Regions from separate parts of the Gossypium hirsutum genome. Here region 1 is linked to region 2. Evidence: chromatin contacts called from public Hi-C data. All regions are on one chromosome and are shown on one strand. Each heading gives the region's core, a stretch centred on a gene start, on an enhancer-like site or on the middle of the called end of the contact. The rest is flanking DNA. Distances are from core to core; before and after follow the strand shown. Region 1 holds the start of LOC107962490 (ubiquitin-fold modifier 1). Region 2 has its middle 13 kb from the start of LOC107962487.

Region 1 (3,820 bases), core at 240-2,739, 88 kb after region 2:
CTGTTTTCAGAAAAAAACATAATATAATTCAATATAAAATGAAGTGGAAACTAACATATAATTTAGGATGAACATATTAAGATACCTAACATCATAGAGTTGACATGCCCAGCTGATCCCAACTATATACACATTTATATTTAAAACAACATAGTTGCAACTATGATTATTGAAAAGTAAATGATAAAAATGGAGCCAAAGCTGCTTATGGAGAGTTAACCTTGGCAAAGTTTTGATTTATCAACAATCGGTTCCAACTATCATTTATCGACAAACAGAACCAAATTTCAAGCAGAAGATAATGAATCCTTTCAAATATGATGAACTTGATTAGGCCATTTTTAATTGTTTGCTAAAGAGCATATAGTGTCTTTTCATTGTCTTGGCCTGCTTGATATTTTAGCTAATCTAACTAAATGACAACCATATGTATAGAAAAAATGGAGCACCGTAATGTGCTCCTCTGTACAAGTCTCTCATGTCATTACTAATCAATAAGACCGAACAACCCTGATTGACTTATGACCCATTTTGCTCCAGGTAGGGAGAAAAAACATTGCACATTGAAAAACAATGAATAGCCTTTAACCATAGTTGACAACTTCTCATGAAATTAACACAATGTTTGCAGCCACAAATAAGTGAATACAGATGAATTTTAAGTAGGGGAACAAGATAATATAGCTAAGAAAAAAAAATAGCCCAAATGTTAAAAAAAAAACACTTTAAATAACATAATAGAAAATAAATAAAGAGATTGCACTTGACAAAAAAGCATATAACATCTGCCAATTCTATCAAAATATTAAAAGAAAAACAATTATTTTGATCACGTATTTTTTTTCATCATAGTTGCCTAAGAAAATCAGATTGTACTAAATTGAATTCTGCCTAATTCACCAATTATTTCGATTTCCTTTAAAAAAGGGCAAATTTGCTAATCTAAGCCAGTTTACATCTTCCAATTCCCAAATCCTAATTTAACAAAAAAAAGCATGTGATTTAATTGAAACATGCAGAAAGAAATATAAAATCACCAAAATCAATACTTAAATCCAAAAAAGAAAAAGAGTAGAAGGAACGAATTGAATTACCATTGGTGATGATAGCACTGGTTTGAGGAGGGACTTTGAATTCCTCGGCTGCGAATTTCAAGACGGCTGTAAAAGGGGCTGCTTCAGGCACGCTAAACCTGCAATTACGAAAATCATATAAAAAAAATCAAGATTAATAACCAAAATTAGGGAAAATTAAATCAAGCGATCGAACCCTCCCCCCCCCCCAAAAAAAAAAAAAAAGAACTCACACTTTGAAAGGGAGCTTAGGATCAGAGGTAAGAGTGACTTTAAATGACACTTTTCCTCCGCTCGCCATTTCTCTCCTTTGCTTTCTGAAATTTTCCCAACAAAAAGAGATCTGATTATATATAATCTTTTTAATTAAATTTCTCGAAATTAATATATAGATATCGCTATAAATGAAAAACAGTGAAAAAAATCGACTTCGAATGGGCTGGGTTTTGGCCTAAAAAGGAGCTGGGTTCATTGGGCCTGGACCTTTGATTAGAAATATTCTGATTATATAATTAATTAAAATCTTAATGCAAACTTTAGTCCTTGAAGTATACCGTTTTTATCACTTTAGTCCTTAAATTTTTTTCCTACTTTAGTCTCTAACGTTATCAGAGTTCCCAGTTTAGTCCTTAAAGTTTGTTAATTAAATACTAGATTTGGAGAGGAAAAATGAATAGGAATAAAGGAACATTTAGTGCCCAGTCTCTCAACTTGTAACTTTTCCAACTATGGCCTCTGATTTTTTTGTTCACATTAGTTTCAAAATTTGATAATTTTTATCCAATTTAATCCCTAAATTTGGATTCTATTAAAGTGTAATAATGTGATACTTTGAAATTGAGCCACTAGAAACTTTTTTAATTTTTAAGAATTATATCTTTATTTTTAATTATTTTTGTATTTTTTTTAATTTTATATAAGTCTATTTAAAAATTTTAAGCGATGATGAAGCAATTTAAAATGAATATATGATATTCATTCATAAATAGTTTATTTTTATGGTCTCTATTCATTTATCCAGTTGTATAAAATAACGAATATTATGATTAGATTAATAACTTTTTTTATCATTGGTGTTTTTTATTTTATATATTATAATATAATTATTATATTATGAACATATTTTTAATGGTTTGCGAACATGTTTTATTATAAATTCATAAACATGACAAATAAATTATATGATTTTAAAAAAATTCATCAACATATAACCTACACATAAAAAATAAGTAAATGAATATGGATTGTATTTTAGTTCGATTAACATGAGCATTGTTATCAATTTAAGAGGATGTGTTTTCGAGTGCATTGAAACACATTATTTTTTATTTATGGGTTAGGGAGGAACTACAATTTCATGAATTATTAAAAACACATTATCCAAATATTTTTAAAAAAAATTAATTTTATGTTGCTTGCCCAAAGTCAATACTCAAATTTGGAGATAAAAAATTACAAATTCTAAAATTCCAACTCATTTTAACGAAAAAAATCAATTAAATTAAATTCAAATTTTTTAAGATATTTTTTTTCTCAACCCTTAAATAAGAGAATATATATGATTCAGTCTCTTATATTGATAATAATACCAATATCAGCCGAATTAAGATTCACTGACCAATGTCAACCGAATTAAGATTCAATTGACAGATATTTTCTATTTAATAATGATTGAGAAACACTTGAGTTGGGGTGTTAGGTTGAGATGGGCCGGCAATGCCCTTAGCTTTAGTACTTTGAGGGCCCAATGAAGAAGATATGATACCCAATTATGCGCTTTTGGAGATTACCATAAAATTATATATGAAAGTCATAAAAATGTATGTAGTCAGCTCGAACTTTTTGGAGAAAATAAAAAAGGGAAAAAGGAAGGCAGAGAAGAGAACATGGAAGATGGAGCCAATGGCACAATGGCTGGGCCAAGCCTTAGATTCTGGTCTGACCCTTCCCATGTTACATGGTCCTTCACCATCCCACTTACTCTATCATTCATCTCCTTCCTTCAAGTAAAGCTATTTTTGGTTCATGGAGTTTTCTTTCAGTGTATCTAGTTTCCTTGCACTTACCATTTCACTTTCATCCATTTTTTAGGTTACAAATACATGCAATATCATCATCAAATTGATCATCAGAATAATGATTAAACAAGATTCATATATCGTAAAACTTAAATTAAATTTTGATTGAGAACTTACATATGGTATTTACACATAGTTAAACTTGAATCCTGAATCTCAGAGTTTTCAAAACTTCAACCTTACTATTAAGTTAATACCTCATTGAAAACCATTGATATTCATAATGAAATTAAGATTATCTAACGAGATTTGAATAAAATATAGAACTTAAAACTTAACTTAGTTGATCGTTGAAATTATTTTAGATTTTTTTAAGTGCAGTTTATTCGTACTTAACAATTATCTTTCATAATTCAATTAAGATTATTAGAGCTATGTTTATATTAGGTGTAAAATAGTGTTTTAATAAAAAAAAATTGAAGCTTAACTCAATTGATTGAGGATATTCTCGATTTTATGATGAGGAGGATGGAAAAAAAGAAAAAAGAAAGGGATTCTTCAATGAAACATCCTTTAAGCACGTGGGACAATACATCCATTGAAAGATTTAGAAGCTTTTGGTCTACCCAAAGCTATTATCTTCCCAAGAATTTAAAGCACCACGAAAGTGCTTTTAAATGCTATATAGAACTTCGCATGACATCATTCGGTAAAAGTATTACGAAAATT
Region 2 (3,819 bases), core at 134-2,633:
ATATTAAAACGCAACTAATTTATAAAACAAATAATATATTTATTATATTATCTATATTGTATTTAAAATCTTTAATTAAAATAACGTCACAAATTAATTAAACATAAAATTAATTAAAAAATAATTAAAAACTCTTTTCTATACCAAGTAAATTATATTATTACAATGTATTTTATCCTTATATAAACTCAATAAAATCTATCATATACTAAGATTTCAACTTAAAAAATTATAAATTTTAATTCTTGAACTTTACGTTATTGTTATATAAATTTTTAATAAATATATATTTTTATTATTATATAGTACAAGATTTAATTAAATAAAAAATTAGATACTCCATTACTTAACCATTCTTATTTAATTATATTTCTAGAATAAAACGTGAAAATATTGAGTAAATTAATTAGATAATAAATATTATATATAACAACATATCATATGTTAAAAATAGTTAATTTAAGAACGTGATTATGTGAGTTGATTCACTAATTTTAAAAACAACACTTAAGAAAATCATATGTTATATAGTTGTTTTATTTATTTATTCTTCATAACCCATGCATGTTTAAAGACATTTGATTATTCACTAATTAATAATTTTTCAAATTTTGTATGAATATGATATTTTTTTTGTTTTATTAAAGAAAAGGAGTCTAAATTTGTATACACTATAAAATTAAATTACATGTTTAAATGGATAAATGTGATGATAAAAGAAATTTTTTTGAGCTGATTGAGTATTAACTCGATTGGTATGAATATTATTGCCAATACAGGAGTACGTGAGTTCGGGTGCATTGAAACATATTATCCTCTTATTTATGGGTTAGAGAGGGACTTTAGATAATTTCAAGTATTCTGTGAAAAAATAACAGAAATGATCAGAATCTTTAATAAAACTATTAAAAATTGTGATTATTTTATTTATTGAATTTGTATAACATTTGACCAAAAATTAAGTCAAAAAACATTGAATTTAAAACAAATTTATAATTAGTACGTAATTGGTAGGGAAGATTGTAATTAGAACATCCAATAATGGTTGACATCTTAGAATTTTTAGCCTCCTTCGTTAACAAGCGCCGTGTGGAATATTATTTTGTAAAATACGCATATTTTTTTACCTTTTTTTATTTATTTAAAGTGTCATTTTCTCCACTAGTTGAGCGGTCGCTTTTATTGGCTGTGAAGTTAGAGGGCAACTACACTGATTGTTAACGTGTACCGCCACGCATAAGATCACTGGATAAACCGTGTTTCGTTTGTTTTATTTATTTTGTATTTTGACAAAGACAGTCAAAAAAAAAAGTGGACAGAACTGACGTGGTAACACGTGGCGGCATTTCAACCAGATCACGAGGTTATCTGCTATCCATAACTCACCCACCAGCCTCGTGAACTGTAGAACAAAATTTTGTTCCTAGCGTCTGATGTCTGATCATGACGTCTGATGCTCTAATTTTTCGACACGTGTAATATTTCTCCTCAAATGATAATCAACGGTTGGTTACATGCGACCTTTTCTGTCCCCTCACTTTCGAACAATCATTCAAAGACACCCATGTTAAATGTTCGGCTATACCACGAAGTTGCCTTTATGTTTGGCTAAATTAGGCAAAAATGCCGGATTTTAAAAAAATTAACAGAATAGGTATTTTTGTGATATTTATTGGAATAGTTTGATTTTGGAGAGATAAGATACATTTCACTTTTTTTTCTCGGACAGGTTTAGGATTTTTTTAGGATATTTATGGTTTAGGGTTGGAAATATGGGGAGATCGATTTAATTATATTTGTGTTTGATATAGATATTGTAAAAGCTTAAAGGTATATTTTAGTTGACGGTTATGCAATAGCATTGGGAGACATATACATTTCTACTTTCGTGTCAGGATGGAACCATTGCCTTAGAAATCCATCGCATTGTAACTCAGGCTTCGAGTACACAGTGCTTATACAGTCATGAGTTGTAGTATAATAAAGGTTCCTAGTTGACGGATGTTAATGTGGGGTCACACATTGGAGCATAACCTGGGATTCCATTTGACAATTATTATGCAATCATGGGTTCAAGTTCCACATCACCAGAAGAGGATGGTTTGTAAACCCGATACAGAAGTTTGAAATGATAATCGTAGGGAAAAACTCAAGGGCTTTCCAGTATAACCAAGTTATAAATTTTCTCCTTCACTACCAAAAACAAGATTCATAACATCCCTATCGTCTGAAACAGTGACAGAGTTGGATACAAGAGCCCTGTCAAGGGGTGAGTGACTGTAGTGATGGAAAGAAGCTAAAGGTCAAGTCAAGGCAGCGACGATTGTAGTTATTTTAATGAGTGATTTAATCACAACAATCACTGTAGACCTGAAACTACCTTCAGCTTTTGTCTAATGCAATAGTCACTCACCCCCTAACAATGTACTTGCTCCCAACTTCGTCATCGATTTCAAACAAGAGGAAAGTTGATGATTCTGCCTTTAGTGGTGATGGAGAAAAGGAACAAGTGAATTATACTGGAAAGTCCCTGAGTTTATCCCCACAATTATGATCTCCAACTTATGGATTGGTTTTACAAGCCATCCACTTCCGATGAGGCAGAACTTGAACTTATGACCACATAACCACTGTCAAGTGGGCTCCTGAGTTATACTCCAACTCGAGACCATACATTAATGTCCATCAACTAGGACTCGTAGTTAGACTACAACCCATGACCGTATTGGCACCTCGAACTCAGAGCTTGAGTTGCAATGCGATGGACTTTTAATGCAATGGTTTCGTCCTGACACAACATATGGAATACGTGGGTCTCAGAGTGCCATCACATCACCATGAACACATACACACCGTAAAACTAGCATACTATCTCCCTCAAAATGAAATAAATATATCTAGAAAAAAAGTTAAACACTTGCAAGTAAAATATAAACAATAACGTAGAGAAGTTTTTAAGAGTGAGGAAAGGTAGTCGAGAGCGATGATGGAGTAGGGGGAACAAAACCCCCTTTATATAGGCAATAGGGTGGGCAACGAGTAAAAAAGAAAATAAAAATATGCATTGGTTAATTTAAAAATATCTCGAGAATTTCGGGATATCTAAAAATGAGGATCAGGATTCCCGGATTCTAAAAACTTTTCAGGGGGTTAAAAATCAGAGAAGGAAAACGCTCTGCCTAGGGCGCATTTTCAGTAATATGGTAGAAAGATGCACTGAAAGCGCACCCCGCATTGTTGAATTGGGATTAACCAAGAATTTGAATCGGATGCATTGTTGAATTCTTGGATCGGATTATAACATCCATTCAAACTATAGCACGAAATAATAAAGTTTATTATCTACCTAATATTATTTTTGAAATCCTTACATAAATACTATCTGATTAAAAATTTTAAACATTAACTTCGACTTTCGATTGTTGATCTAACAATAGCTGGATATCTTGGAGCTCCTTGGTTAGTCCCACATAACTCAAGTTATGGTTCCATCTATTCAAATAATATGTTCTTTCAAAAATATAATAATGAAATACTATTATGATAATTATATTATTGAATTAATTTTACATTATTACGAGTGGGAAAGTATAAGAGTAGTCAACTCGGGGACGTAAAAATTGTAGCCAGAACCATGCCCCATGATTGCAGAAGGAGTACGCAACCACCAATTTTATTTTTTTTGTGATTATGTTGCCCATAACATCTTTTTAGTACAACGTCGCCAACACAACTGATCCCCAACTGAGTCGACTCGTTTATTTCAAGTTGATGAGTTGTAGTAGCCACCTTAAATGTACAGGAGTTCGAGATTTATCG

What was found. Hi-C and Micro-C count contacts between places; a contact is called where the count stands out from the background.
Region 1: a Hi-C map of leaf shows a contact between it and region 2, with 2.2 times the contacts expected there. The contact joins the promoter of LOC107962490 here to the enhancer-like site in region 2. A contact is called at or near these places in 3 of 34 Hi-C or Micro-C datasets (callus and leaf).

What each region holds. Positions count from the first base shown.
Region 1 is chrA06:6,826,035-6,829,854 of Gossypium_hirsutum_v2.1, forward strand. It overlaps LOC107962490 (ubiquitin-fold modifier 1), which reads right to left and starts at 1,490. Exons shown (of 4, transcript XM_016898898.2): 1 at 1,307-1,490; 2 at 1,095-1,192. The coding sequence starts at 1,374.
Region 2 is chrA06:6,738,043-6,741,861 of Gossypium_hirsutum_v2.1, forward strand. No RefSeq gene overlaps it. Among protein-coding and RNA genes, the nearest start is that of LOC107962487, 13 kb to the left of the region's middle. Within about 2 kb of position 1,384, at least 4 of the 9 cell types and tissues checked have an H3K27ac peak or open chromatin away from gene starts, as enhancers often do. A contact at or near this core is called in leaf, where this site is marked.